Linked DNA regions of Anas platyrhynchos: region 1 is linked to region 2. Evidence: chromatin contacts called from public Hi-C data. All regions are on one chromosome and are shown on one strand. The core of a region is the stretch at or near the end of the contact, and the rest is flanking DNA. Distances in the headings are between cores, read along the strand shown. Region 1 holds the start of VCPIP1 (valosin containing protein interacting protein 1). Region 2 holds the start of CSPP1 (centrosome and spindle pole associated protein 1).

Region 1 (5,848 bases), core at 1,502-4,001, 140 kb after region 2:
AGCTCCGCTGACTTGGCTAGAAGGTGGAAGTGCTCAGTCTGCCATGGGACCAGGCCTGGAGACATTTTTTATCTTAGAGACTGCGATAAAGCATACAAACACTGTTTTTTCTGTATGTATTAATCATCTTAATCTTTATAATTTAAATGCCAGTAATAAACTACTTTTCACAGATTAATGAAAGTGAAACCCACTGTTTGCATTGGAAAGTGCAAGCAAAACACATTTTCTATTATTTCTACTCTGTCTAATTTTAAATCATTTGGGTGAGTACAGAATAAACAAGTCCCCAGGATGTTAACATCAGGTGTTTGCTTTACAGCACTGGGATGGCAGAGGAGGGAGGCAGCTCTCATTTTTGTCCTTCTATTTGTAGGGCTGGGTGGGGTGGCTCTGGTACTTGGCAATGCTATCAAGGGTAGCCACCTCAGTGAGGTGCTATCTTGTCTTCCACAAGTTCAGCTTTTGTTTTCCTTTATTAAAGGATAAATCACTGTCAGGAATGAGTTTCAAGAGAATTTAAATTATGTGAGCCAAAAGTAACCCCTCTTAAGATTTCTGCATGAATGTGCTGCCAGCCACATTAATCAGGCTGGAAGATGTGAATATTTTTCCCTATCATTTTTGTTGGAAACTTTAAATAAAAAAGAATAGTTCAGTTGGAAAGGACCTACAAAGACTATCGAGTCCAACTGCCTGAACATTCAGCGCTAGCTAAATTTAAAGCATATTATTAAGGGCATTGTCCAAATGCCTCTTGGATGCTGACAGGCCTGGGGCATCAACCACCTCTCTAGGAAGCCTGTTCTGGTGTCTGACCACCCTCACAGTTAAGAAATTGTCCCTAAAGTCTGGTGTGAACCTGCCCTGGCACAGCTTTGTGCTGTTCCCATGTGTCCTGTCACTGCCTACCAGGGAGCAGAGGCTGGCACCTCCCTGCCCACCTCCCCTCCTCAGGAAGGAGCAGTGAGGTTGCCTCTTCCTCCTTTTCTCCAGCACACAATACTCAAAGTGAGGCTGCACCAATGCTAAATTTAGTGGGAGATTCACCTCTTCTGAGCAGCTGGCTGTGCTGTGTTTAATGCATCCTCAAATGCAGTTTGATCTCCCGGCTACCAGAGCACACTGCTGGCTCGTGTTGAGCCTGCTGCTGACCAGCACCCCCAGATCCCTTTCTGCTGAGCTGCTCTCCAGGCACTCATCTCCCAGCCTGTGAAGTACCATTTCAGATGGCTTCTGGAGATAAGGCCCACACGGCCTCCGCTCCCTCATTATCTGTGTGTGTGACGCCAGCAGGCGGGATCACTGGCGCTAACACCTCACCCTGAGGCCTCCTGTGTCTCCTATCTGCAGCTGGCAGCTGGGGCACACCTCCATGGCCACCACTCACCCCTGGGGCAGGGCCTGGTGTAGCTGCCCAGGGTTGGCCAGGGAGGACAGGCAGGTTCAGAGATGCTTGTTGAAAAACTCCGTGGCTGGGAAGCCCTCGGGGCTCTGCCCTGTATTGGGTTTACTGGCAAGGTTTTGGTAGCAGGAGGGCTGCAGGGCTGGCCTCTGTGAGCAGAGCCCAGCAGCTGCCCTGTGTCAGATCAGAGCCAGCTCCAGCTGGCTCCAAAAGGGACCCACTGCTGGCCAGAGCCAAGCCAGGGAGTGAGGCTGGTTGGGCCTCTGGGAGAGCAGATTGAAGGAAGGGGAAAATCTGCTGTGCAACAGCAGCTGGGAGAGAGGAGTGAGAAAATGTGAGAGAAGCAGCCCTGCAGACAACAGAGTGAGTGCAGCAGGAGGGCAGGAGGTGCTCCAGGCAGGCAGCAGCAGTTCCCCTGCAGCCTGTGTAGGGAGAGGCCCCTGGTGGAGCAGGCTGTCCCCCTGCAGCCCATGGGTCCCACATGGAGCAGATCTCCAGGCTGCAGTCCCCCATGGGTGGAGGAGCCCCTGGTGGAGCAGGTGGATGTGGTGGGAGCTGCTGCTCTTGAGGGACCCGTTGAGTCCGCTTCTGAAGGATGGACCCTATGTTACGGACCCAAATTTGGAGCAGTTCTTGAGGAGCTGCTGCCTGTGGGCAGCCCCCGCAGGCTCAGTTGGGGAAGGCAGCATCCCGTGGGAGGGACCCCATGGGGAGCAGGGGCAGAGAGGGACTGTGAAGGAGTGGTGGGGACAAAGTGTCAGGGACTGACCACAGCCCCCATTCCCCGTTCACCTGCACTGCTCAGGGGGAGGATGCAGAAGGAGGTGGACGAAGGGAAGGTGTATTTAGTATGCTTTGAGTTTCTCACTGCTCTAGTCTGTTATTAGCAGTCAATAAAATGTATGAATCTCCCTGTGCTCAGTCTGCTTTGCCTGTGACAGTACTCAGTGAGCAATGTCCCTGCCCTTATCTCAACCCAGCAGCCCTTTTCAATTGTATTTCCTCCTCCTGTAGCTGCGAGGAGGCGCAGCGAGGCAGCAGGGCGAGCTGCCCACGGCTGTGCAGCCGCCGCGCTGAGCTGAGGCTGTGCCCGCCATCCCACCCAGCCCCACGGGGAGGAGAGGAAGGGGGGGCGGACTACAACTCCCACAACCCCACGGGGCAGCGCGGCCAGCCTTCCTCACCCCTCCCTCGCCCTCCCCGCGCCGCACTGCACCACGGCCCTTGTAGTCCGGGCGCGCCGCCCTCCCCTTTCCCCTCTGCGGCGCCGGGACTCCCTTTCCCGACGGCCCCGGGCAGCGCGGCGCCTGCGCGGCCGGCGTGGAAGGGGCCGAGCGGCCGTTGCGTTGCGGCCAAACGGGCGGCGGGGCCGGCGGCTTCCGCGGCGGATGGGGGCCGGCGGGCGGCGGCGGCGGCGGCGGCTGGCGGAGGAGGAGGAGGAGGAGGAAGAGGAGGAGGGGGAGGAGGCGGCGGGGAGCCCGTGAGGAGCAGCCGGGGGTCCCGCAGGCGATGTCCCAGCCGCAGCAGCAGCCGCCGCCGCCGTCCCCTCAGCAGCCGGCGCAGCAGCAGCAGGCGGCGGGCGGCGGCAAGAAGCGGGAGCGGCGCATCTTCTCGGGCACCTGCCCCGAGCCCAAATGCCAGGCGCGGCTGTTCTTCCCGGCCGCCGGGCCGCAGGGCGGCGGCAGCATCGAGTGCACCGAGTGCGGGCGGCGCCACGAGCAGCGGCAGCTGCTGGCGGTGGAGGAGGTGCCGGACCCCGACGTGGTGCTGCACAACCTGCTGCGCAGCGCCCTGCTGGGAGCCGGCCCGGCCCGGCGCAGCGCCGAGCTGGTGAAGGTGATGGGGCTGTCCAACTACCACTGCAAGCTGCTGGCCCCCATCCTGGCCCGCTACGGCATGGACAAGCAGACGGGCAAGGCCAAGCTGCTGAGGGAGATGAACCAAGGGGAGGTGTTTGACTGCTCCCTGCTGGGCGACCGCGCCTTCCTCATCGAGCCCGAGCACGTGGAGACCGTGGGCTACGGCAAGGACCGCTCGGGCAGCCTGGTGTACCTGCACGACACCCTGGAGGACATCAAGAAGGCCAACAACAGCCAGGAGTGCCTCATCCCCGTCCACGTGGACGGCGACGGCCACTGCCTGGTCCACGCGGTGTCGCGGGCGCTGGTGGGGCGGGAGCTGTTCTGGCACGCGCTGCGGGAGAACCTGAAGAAGCACTTTGAGGAGAACCTGAGCCACTACAAGGCGCTCTTCCACGACTTCATCGACGCGGCCGAGTGGGAGGACATCATCAACGAGTGCGACCCCTTGTTCGTGCCGCCGGAAGGCGTGCCGATGGGCCTGAGGAACATCCACATCTTCGGGCTGGCCAACGTGCTTCACCGGCCCATCATCCTGTTAGACTCCCTGAGCGGGATGCGCAGCTCCGGGGATTACTCGGCGACCTTCCTCCCCGGCCTGGTACCCCTGGAGAAGTGCATGGGGAAGGATGGCATGCTGAACAAGCCGATCTGCATCGCCTGGAGTAGTTCGGGGCGGAACCATTACATCCCTCTGGTTGGAATAAAAGGTGCTGCTTTGCCGAAACTGCCTAGGAAGCTCCTTCCTAAAGCCTGGGGAGTTCCTCAGGACCTCATCAAAAAGTACATCAAGTTGGAGGAGGATGGCGGTTGCATTATCGGCGGAGACAGAAGCCTGCAAGATAAGTACTTGATGAGGCTGGTTGCTGCCATGGAGGAGGTTTTCATGAGCAAACACGGTATTCATCCCAGTCTCGTGGCCGACGTGCATCAGTATTTCTACAGGAGGACTGGCGTCATAGGAGTCCAGCCTGAAGAAGTCACTGCAGCTGCCAAAAAAGCGGTGACGGACAACCGCCTCCACAGGTGCCTCATCTGCGGGGCCCTGTCAGAGCACCACGTGCCTCCAGAGTGGCTGGCACCGGGCGGGAAGTTGTACAACCTGGCGAAAAGCACCCACGGGCAGCTCCGGCCTGACAAAAACTACAGCTTTCCCCTCAACAGCTTGGTGTGCTCTTACAACCCAGCGAAGGACGTGCTGGTGCCCGACTACAGCCTGAGCAGCCTGACGGCGTGCAACTGGTGCCACGGCAACTTGGTGCGCCGCGTCAGGGAGGACGGCTCTGTCTCCTACCTGGACGGGGACAGAACGAACACCAGGTCCACGGGCGGCAAGTGTGGCTGCGGGTTCAAGCACTACTGGGAAGGCAAAGAATATGACAACCTGCCCGAAGCCTTCCCAATCACTCTGGAGTGGGGTGGAAGAGTGGTGAGGGAGACGGTCTATTGGTTCCAGTACGAAAGCGACACCTCTCTGAACAGCAACGTGTACGACGTCGCCATGAAGCTCGTGACCAAGCACTTCCCCGGGGAGTTTGGTAGCGAGATTCTTGTTCAGAAAGTGGTCAACACGATATTGCATCAAACTGCCAAGAAGAACCCCGACGACTATACCCCTGTAAATATCGATGGTGCCCACGCCCAAAGAGCTGATGAGGTGCAGCAAGGACAAGAGGCAGAGGCACAGCTTCCCACCAAAATCATTCTGACCGGACAGAAGACAAAAACTTTGCACAAGGAGGAGCTAAACATGAGCAAAACCGAAAGAACTATTCAGCAGAACATTGCAGACCAGGCTTCCGTGATGCAGAAACGGAAAAGCGAAAAATTGAAACAAGAGCATAAAGGGCAACCGAGGACTGCTTCCCCGGGGGCTGGTCGTGAGGGGCCGTCCTCCGCGCCCGCTACGCCAACGAAAGCCCCGTACTCACCCACGTCAACAAAGGAGAAGAAAATCCGAATAACGACCAACGATGGCAGGCAGTCGATGCTGACCCTGAAGTGCACCACCACCTTCCTGGAGCTGCAGGAGAGCATAGCTAGAGAATTCAATATCCCTCCCTACTTGCAGTGCATTCGCTATGGCTTTCCTCCTAAAGAGCTGCTGCCTCCCAAAGAAGGCATGGAGAACGAGCCCGTGCCGCTGCAGCATGGTGACAGAATTGCCATAGAGATCCTGAAAGGCAAGGAGGAGAGCAGCCAGCCCGCTGCAGCGCACTCGGCCCATGCCGTGAAGCATGAAGACGTCGCTGTGACTAGTAAAATCTCATCGAAGGAGCTGCAAGAGCAGGTCGACAAGGAGATGTACTCGCTGTGTCTTCTAGCAACGCTGATGGGTAAGGCCGGCTTCAGGTTGTATTTTCAAATTGTGGCTTTTAAGTAGGAGATAAAATTCTACAAAATACAATTACGTAAATCTATTTTTATTTTTTTTTGCTGTAACCATGGAGTACAGGTTAGTGTCATTATTCCTCTGTTAGAGGAACAGTCAGCGTGCTGTCAGGGATTTTCAATGCTGTGAATTTTAAAACGTGTGTGTGAGGTGCTTGTTCTTTCTGCACTATGAAATCCTCTCTTAAAAACT
Region 2 (6,115 bases), core at 2,317-4,816:
GTGAAACTAATCCTATGGATATAAAAAAATCTGTTGTATTTTACATTTAGAGGAAGAGTGAGGCTGAGAAGAAAATTAAGACCCTTACATCCCTCTAATGCTAACCACACAACTCCAGCATTGGCTTAGGAAGGTCTTAGGAAGCAATCCCATCACATCCAGTATCTAAGTACAGACTGCAGAGCAGTTTTATTAAGGCTAATTCAGTATCTCCTAAAGCTTATAGATTATATGAAATAAACTATAAGCCAATGATAAGAACATATTAGGAGACACTTTCAGGAAGAAAGTCAAGGAAATGAAAAAACGCAGACAGAAAGCCCAGCAGAATAAGACACTAAATAGAAAAACATAGAATAATGTGTTCAGGGAGAATAATATAAATGTTTTCTATGAAAAATGAGATGAAGAGAAAATGTCAAAACCTCTGCAGACAAATGAAGCTAATATGCAATTACTTGAATTTAAGGAATACATCTGGTTTAAACTTTGTGTCTTACATTAGTGCTCTTTTTGATTCATAATATGAAATTTAACATTGTTACAAAGGAGGCAGAACTAGGACAGCCTATTTACAACTCCTAGTGGTAATACAGGACAAGCAAATCCAAAAATAAATTTCCCCCATCTGATTTGTCCTAAATCTTTAATCTCGTTAGTTTTGAATAGTGATAACAGATAAAAGAAATCGAGAAGAGAATAAGTTTCCAGGCACTGATGACTTTTATTTAGCCTATTAAGTTACATAAGAGTAATTAAAAACCTGTTATGAATGGAAAAAAACAGCTTGTCATATTAAACAACTTACAAGTTGGAGCCATCAACAGGAAAATAAATTACTGTGTGGAGGAGGCACTGTGAGAAAGACTTCCCAAAGGCTTAGTGACTCTAAAGTCTGAATTTTTAATCTCTATTTACACTAACATTCATAAGCTCTAGAACTGTTTCTAAGTCACTGTATTGGAATGGTACCAAACCTAATCTGAGCTATTACATAAGGAAAGGAATATTTGCAGCATAGTTTCTATCTGGCATGAGGAACACAATGAATATTGTAACATTCCACACTTTTATTCATATTGCTTATAAGGGCAATATAATGCCCTAACTGTTTTGTCCTTGTGTTTTGAAGTTGAACTACACATTCAGTTGACATGAAGAAAGCTCACACTTATGGTCCAGCACACCTGCTAAGTAACATGGAAAAGTGGCCAAATGCATCTCAGAAAATACCTAGATGTTTTATGTCTTACATCCTTCTGCTTCATTTTCCTACAATATGCACGAGCAGAAACTTTGAGATATGTGAAAAGAGTGTATTATGCTGATAGAGAATGAAAAAGAAAGAAAAAAATAAGACCTTTTCTTATATATTATCAGCAAAGCACTGACAATTTGAATGTGACACATTGCTGAGTTCAGAAAACATACATAAGCAAATATCTTACTGAATAATTATATTTTTATGACCTACTGTATCAAGCAAAGAGATCCTGATTAATAAGAGTAAAAAATTAAAAGTTATATATTTCTATCTGAAAAGAGTGCTATCACAGTCCCCAGTTACACAATGAACTACATTGGAGGCTACTGTGCTAAATTCACAGTGAACTATTAATTTCAAACTGGCCTCATATGACTGCAGAAACTGAGTGAGGTAGAGCCTGCCAACTTAAAACCAATTCACCTCTAAATAAAATAGTCTATTTTCAGTCTAGCAAGGTGACTGAATGGACTGTGTGAATTTCTAGACCCCTGCAACTATTACCAGCAAAAGTAGCAGGCTCAAAACTAAGTTTGAAGGCATTGCTTGTAGGGCACGTGTGGAGAGCAGAAGGGAAAGTGAGACCACGTGAAAACCTAACAATAAACTGCAAGTCCCCAAAATTACTAGGTGCAAACAACAGATTTTTCATGTTTTTTTGGAAAACAGCATTTTGTAAATACTATTCAAAGTATAGATTTTTGACAGCAAAAATCTGTCAGTTTAAAACTTGTGTTTTCACTTGCAAAACACTGTATGATTCAAATGAAAATTACATTAAATATACTATTTATTCAACTAGTGTTGGAAAAAGCCCCGAAGAAAACATATATTTTATATATTTTAACTTTCAAGAAGATATAACTTCATTTTTTCATAGCCTACTTCTTTTAAATTGTATTGTTTCATAAAAGCAATTCCAAATAACTACAAAGCCAGCTACATAGACTTCAACTTGGTCAAATACACCAGGCAGTGGAAAGCACACAGACATTCAAGAGAAGTCAAGTTTGAACAGAGATGGATATTGGATCTACACCCAAACACAGTTAATAATGTATGTCTGCATTCAGGACATTCAAACCGCCTATTAGCATATGTATTATTTTGTGTGTGTTGTACCTGTTTGCATACTGTGCATCTATTTTATCACCTAAAGAAACATTCACCTTTTTACTCTTTCTTTCTCTTGTGTTTGCTCAAGAAAGCAAGGGCAGAAGACTTGAAATCAGCCCCTGTCATTGGGCAGATCCTGTCTACTTTGTGCATCAGGAAAGCCAGACAAGTGGCAATTCCCTTCCATATAAACTGCAGCAAGGGCAGCAGGGGAGTGAAGTGTTTTAAAGAAGCTGCTATATGTCGTGTGTAGTAATTCTACTTACAGGTTACGTGGCCTCATAATTGCTTCACTCAGAAATATTTTTTAAAGCTTTCCCTGAGCCTCCTGCACCCTGAGGCCAGGCAGCACTGGCTGCTTCTCTCTCCTCCCTTTGAGTAGCATGCAGAAGAACCTCTCGCTGTCAGAAGAGTGGGCTTTGCATCTCTCACCTTCCTTTCTTTTTGATTCTTATCTGAAAAAGCACAAAACACCCACGGTCTGGATGCTCACGAATAAACTCCAATTAAAAACGAGGTGTTTCGCAACTACGAAGGGCATTAATGACCAACGCACCACGCCGGCGAGCCTCACCAGTTTACCTCCTCTCACCCTACGAGTTTACCTCCTCCAGAACCCGCCTGTTGGGCCGGCAAGAAGGCGATTTGGGGAAACCTTCAGGGGAAGGAAGAGCTTCACTTCTCCCCCCGCGGCAGCTCGGCGCAACGCCTCTCCCCCCTCCCTCGGCCTGCTGCTGCCACCCCAACCAAACCAAACCAAAACAAACCCAACCCAAATAAAACAAAATAAAACAAAACAAAACAAAATAAAACAAAGCAAAGCAAACCGGACCCTGCCCGGGGCACGCTGAGGCGCTGTGAGGCGCTCCCCCCCGGCGCGGCGCCCCGTTGTCAGGCAACGGCCGCGCAGGCAGCGGCTCCCCCCGGGAAGCCGCCCGGGGCTCGCTGCCCCCCACCGGGGCCGCCCGAGCCCTCCTCGGCTCCCCGGCCCCACAAAACCACCCCCGGGGGGGTGCCCGGTGCCCGTTCCCCCTTCCCCACCGCCCCGCTCACCGGCGGCAGCCCTCAGCTCCCGTCGCCGCCTCCCCGGAAAGCGGCGGCCGGGGGCCGGCAGCGCCCTCTGCGGCTCCGGCGGGCCCCGCAGCGGGGAAAGAAGGGGACGGGGAAGCGGCCGCCGCCCGCTGGGGGCGCAGGGCTCCGCCGCTCCTTCTCCGCCTTCCCCCAGCGCCTCCTGCTTCCGCCGGTGGCCGAGAGGAGGCCGAGCCGAGCCGGGCCGGGAGCCAGGGGAGGGGAGGGGGGGAGATGGCGGCGGCGGCCGGGGCGGGGAGCGGCGGCTCCGGGAGCGGGATGGCGCAGAAGACGTGGGAGCTGGCCAACAACATGCAGGAGGCGCAGAGCATCGACGAGATCTACAAGTACGACCGCAAGCAGCAGCAGGAGATCCTGGCGGCCAAGCCCTGGACCAAGGAGTGAGAGCGGGGCCGTGGGGAGGGAGCGGGGGGCTGGGTTGGGGCTGTGTCTGAGCGCCCCTCTCTTCCAGCCACCATTACTTCAAGTACTGCAAGATCTCGGCGCTGGCCCTCCTCAAGATGGTGATGCACGCCAGGTCCGGGGGCAACCTGGAGGTGATGGGGCTCATGCTGGGCAAGGTGGACGGCGAGACTATGATCATCATGGACAGCTTCGCCCTGCCGGTGGAGGGCACCGAGACCCGCGTCAACGCCCAGGCGGCCGCCTACGAGTACATGGCGGCCTACATCGAGAACGCCAAGCAGGTAAAAGACGCTCCTCACCGCCTGCATGGGTGCCATGGGAGCCCCTGCCTGCTCCCCGTGCTGCTCCGGTGGCCTATTCGCCTTGTGTCTGCCCTAAGGTGGCCGGGGAGCTGTGGCAGGGCCCCCTGAACACGCTGGTTTCCGTCAGCAGGTGCTTGTCTGCCTGCCCTCCTCACGGTTTTGGTTGCCCCTTCCTCAGGACCTGGGTTACTCCTTCCTCACAACCTGGGTTACTCCTTCCTCAGGACCTGGGTTACTCCCTCCTCACAACTCATCTTGCTCAGAAGGTGTTTCTGTGGCTGGTGGCTTGTCAACGGAACAAGAAGGGAGCGTGTTTCTAAACTCTCACGCATGTCTTCTCTAAAAGCAGTTTGCGGAATTAAATATAGCCTAGTAATTTTCTCGCAAAAAGTATTTTATTATTTATAGATCAGTAAGATGATATTTATTCACACCTTCTTGCTTTCCAAAGTCTCACTGCCTAGCAGCTCTGCTGTTTTCTGTAATTATAAACAAAACACAATTCTAGAGGAAAAAGCCACTGAAAGGATAAATAACTTCTAGTGCGACCTAATTATCCAGATTTATAGTTCAGAAATGTAGATAATTAACTCAAAGTCTGTCCCCATTTCCTCACCTTGTACTCCTGGGCATGTCAGGTTAAGCCTGAGCATGCCATAAAAAATCTCACGTGCAGATACTGGTATGCTTCTCCACTACAGGGCAATCTTACACCATGAATAAGCATTGAAATCCCTCTTAACTGTCCAAGCTCAAATAGTTTGAGGCCTAGTTTATCCTTTGATTTCCTTTAATCGCAGAAGTGTTATAAACCATCTAAAATTAGAGGACTCTTACCAAGTCACTGGAGATAACGAAGCAAGTACTTGGGTTATTTTGGAGAATTGTACTTATATTCACAGCTTTATATCTAGTTAAATATATTTAAATAAATGTGAATTAGGCTGGATCATAATGTCAGAAAAAAGTAAACAATACAAAGGAAAGTATATTTTAGGGCTTTTTTGAGGGGAGGGAAGTTTTCATCCCTGTTTATGAGAAAATTTCAAAATAATTTATTTAATCTGGTTTATCTGGAAACTTAACATCATGATTTTAATATTGTTGTTGCAGAAAAGTATGGAATGTGAAAAGGTGTTTTTATCTAAAGATGTATTTGTAGTATCCAGTTCTTAGGTAGAAATAATGGGTTTCAATTTAATAACTATATATCATAATATGAGTATTTCTATTTGCAATTACTTCATTAGATTTTGAAAACAGTGCATGCTTATGTGGGAGCGCTCATATGATAAGATTTTTTTTCCGGTTGTTTATGTTGTGCAGTTTCACGTATAGTTTCACTATTTTGAAATTGAACTTGTGTGCAAATACAGTAATTCAGCTTTACTGGTGCTCTGACAGAGTTTGCATGCTGACTGTTCACATTTGATTTTGGCAAGCAGTTGTGCCTGGAATAACTCTTTTTCACTAGCTTGCAAGTTGATAATATCCCCCTGCATAAGTACTTTACAGAAGCCAACGTTCCAGTTATTTGCTTCTCTATTGGCAGGATCCGATATAGACATGGTTTTAAAAAACAGTGTTAGTTGGCTTTGAATAATAATACACGTGCATTAGTGTGCTGTTGTTCTCTTTGACTCTCTTAAATGAGAGTTGCAAGAAAATATAAATATTATTCACCACTTCAAAAACAAAATAAACCTTCAGTTCGGAAGGTAGTCTGTGTGTTCTATCTCATCCTGACATACCTAGTATTTGGCAAAATGAAGCATCTGATAATTGAAACAGACAGCACTTGGTTAAGAACTAGCATGTAGGGTAGTCAGACTAACGTCATTCAACTCAGTATTGAACAGCCAGGAAACAAATCCTGATGAATTACAGTAAACTTAGGTGCAATGGGTGTTCATTCTCCTTGATGAACTATGGTGTGTTT

What was found. Hi-C and Micro-C count contacts between places; a contact is called where the count stands out from the background.
Region 1: a contact with region 2 is called in a Hi-C map of subcutaneous adipose tissue, with 2.9 times the contacts expected there. The contact joins the promoter of VCPIP1 here to the promoter of CSPP1 in region 2. A contact is called at or near these places in 2 of 8 Hi-C or Micro-C datasets (liver and subcutaneous adipose tissue).

What each region holds. Positions count from the first base shown.
Region 1 is chr2:36,026,967-36,032,814 of IASCAAS_PekinDuck_T2T, forward strand. It overlaps VCPIP1 (valosin containing protein interacting protein 1), which reads left to right and starts at 2,752. Exons shown (of 3, transcript XM_021272326.4): 1 at 2,752-5,600. The coding sequence starts at 2,915. It overlaps LOC140001861 (a long non-coding RNA gene), which reads left to right. Exons shown (of 3, transcript XR_011807482.1): 3 at 1-2,313.
Region 2 is chr2:35,887,100-35,893,214 of IASCAAS_PekinDuck_T2T, forward strand. It overlaps CSPP1 (centrosome and spindle pole associated protein 1), which reads right to left and starts at 3,567. Exons shown (of 29, transcript XM_072034556.1): 1 at 3,434-3,567. COPS5 (COP9 signalosome subunit 5) reads left to right here and starts at 3,543. Exons shown (of 8, transcript XM_005019340.6): 1 at 3,543-3,849; 2 at 3,921-4,155. The coding sequence starts at 3,683.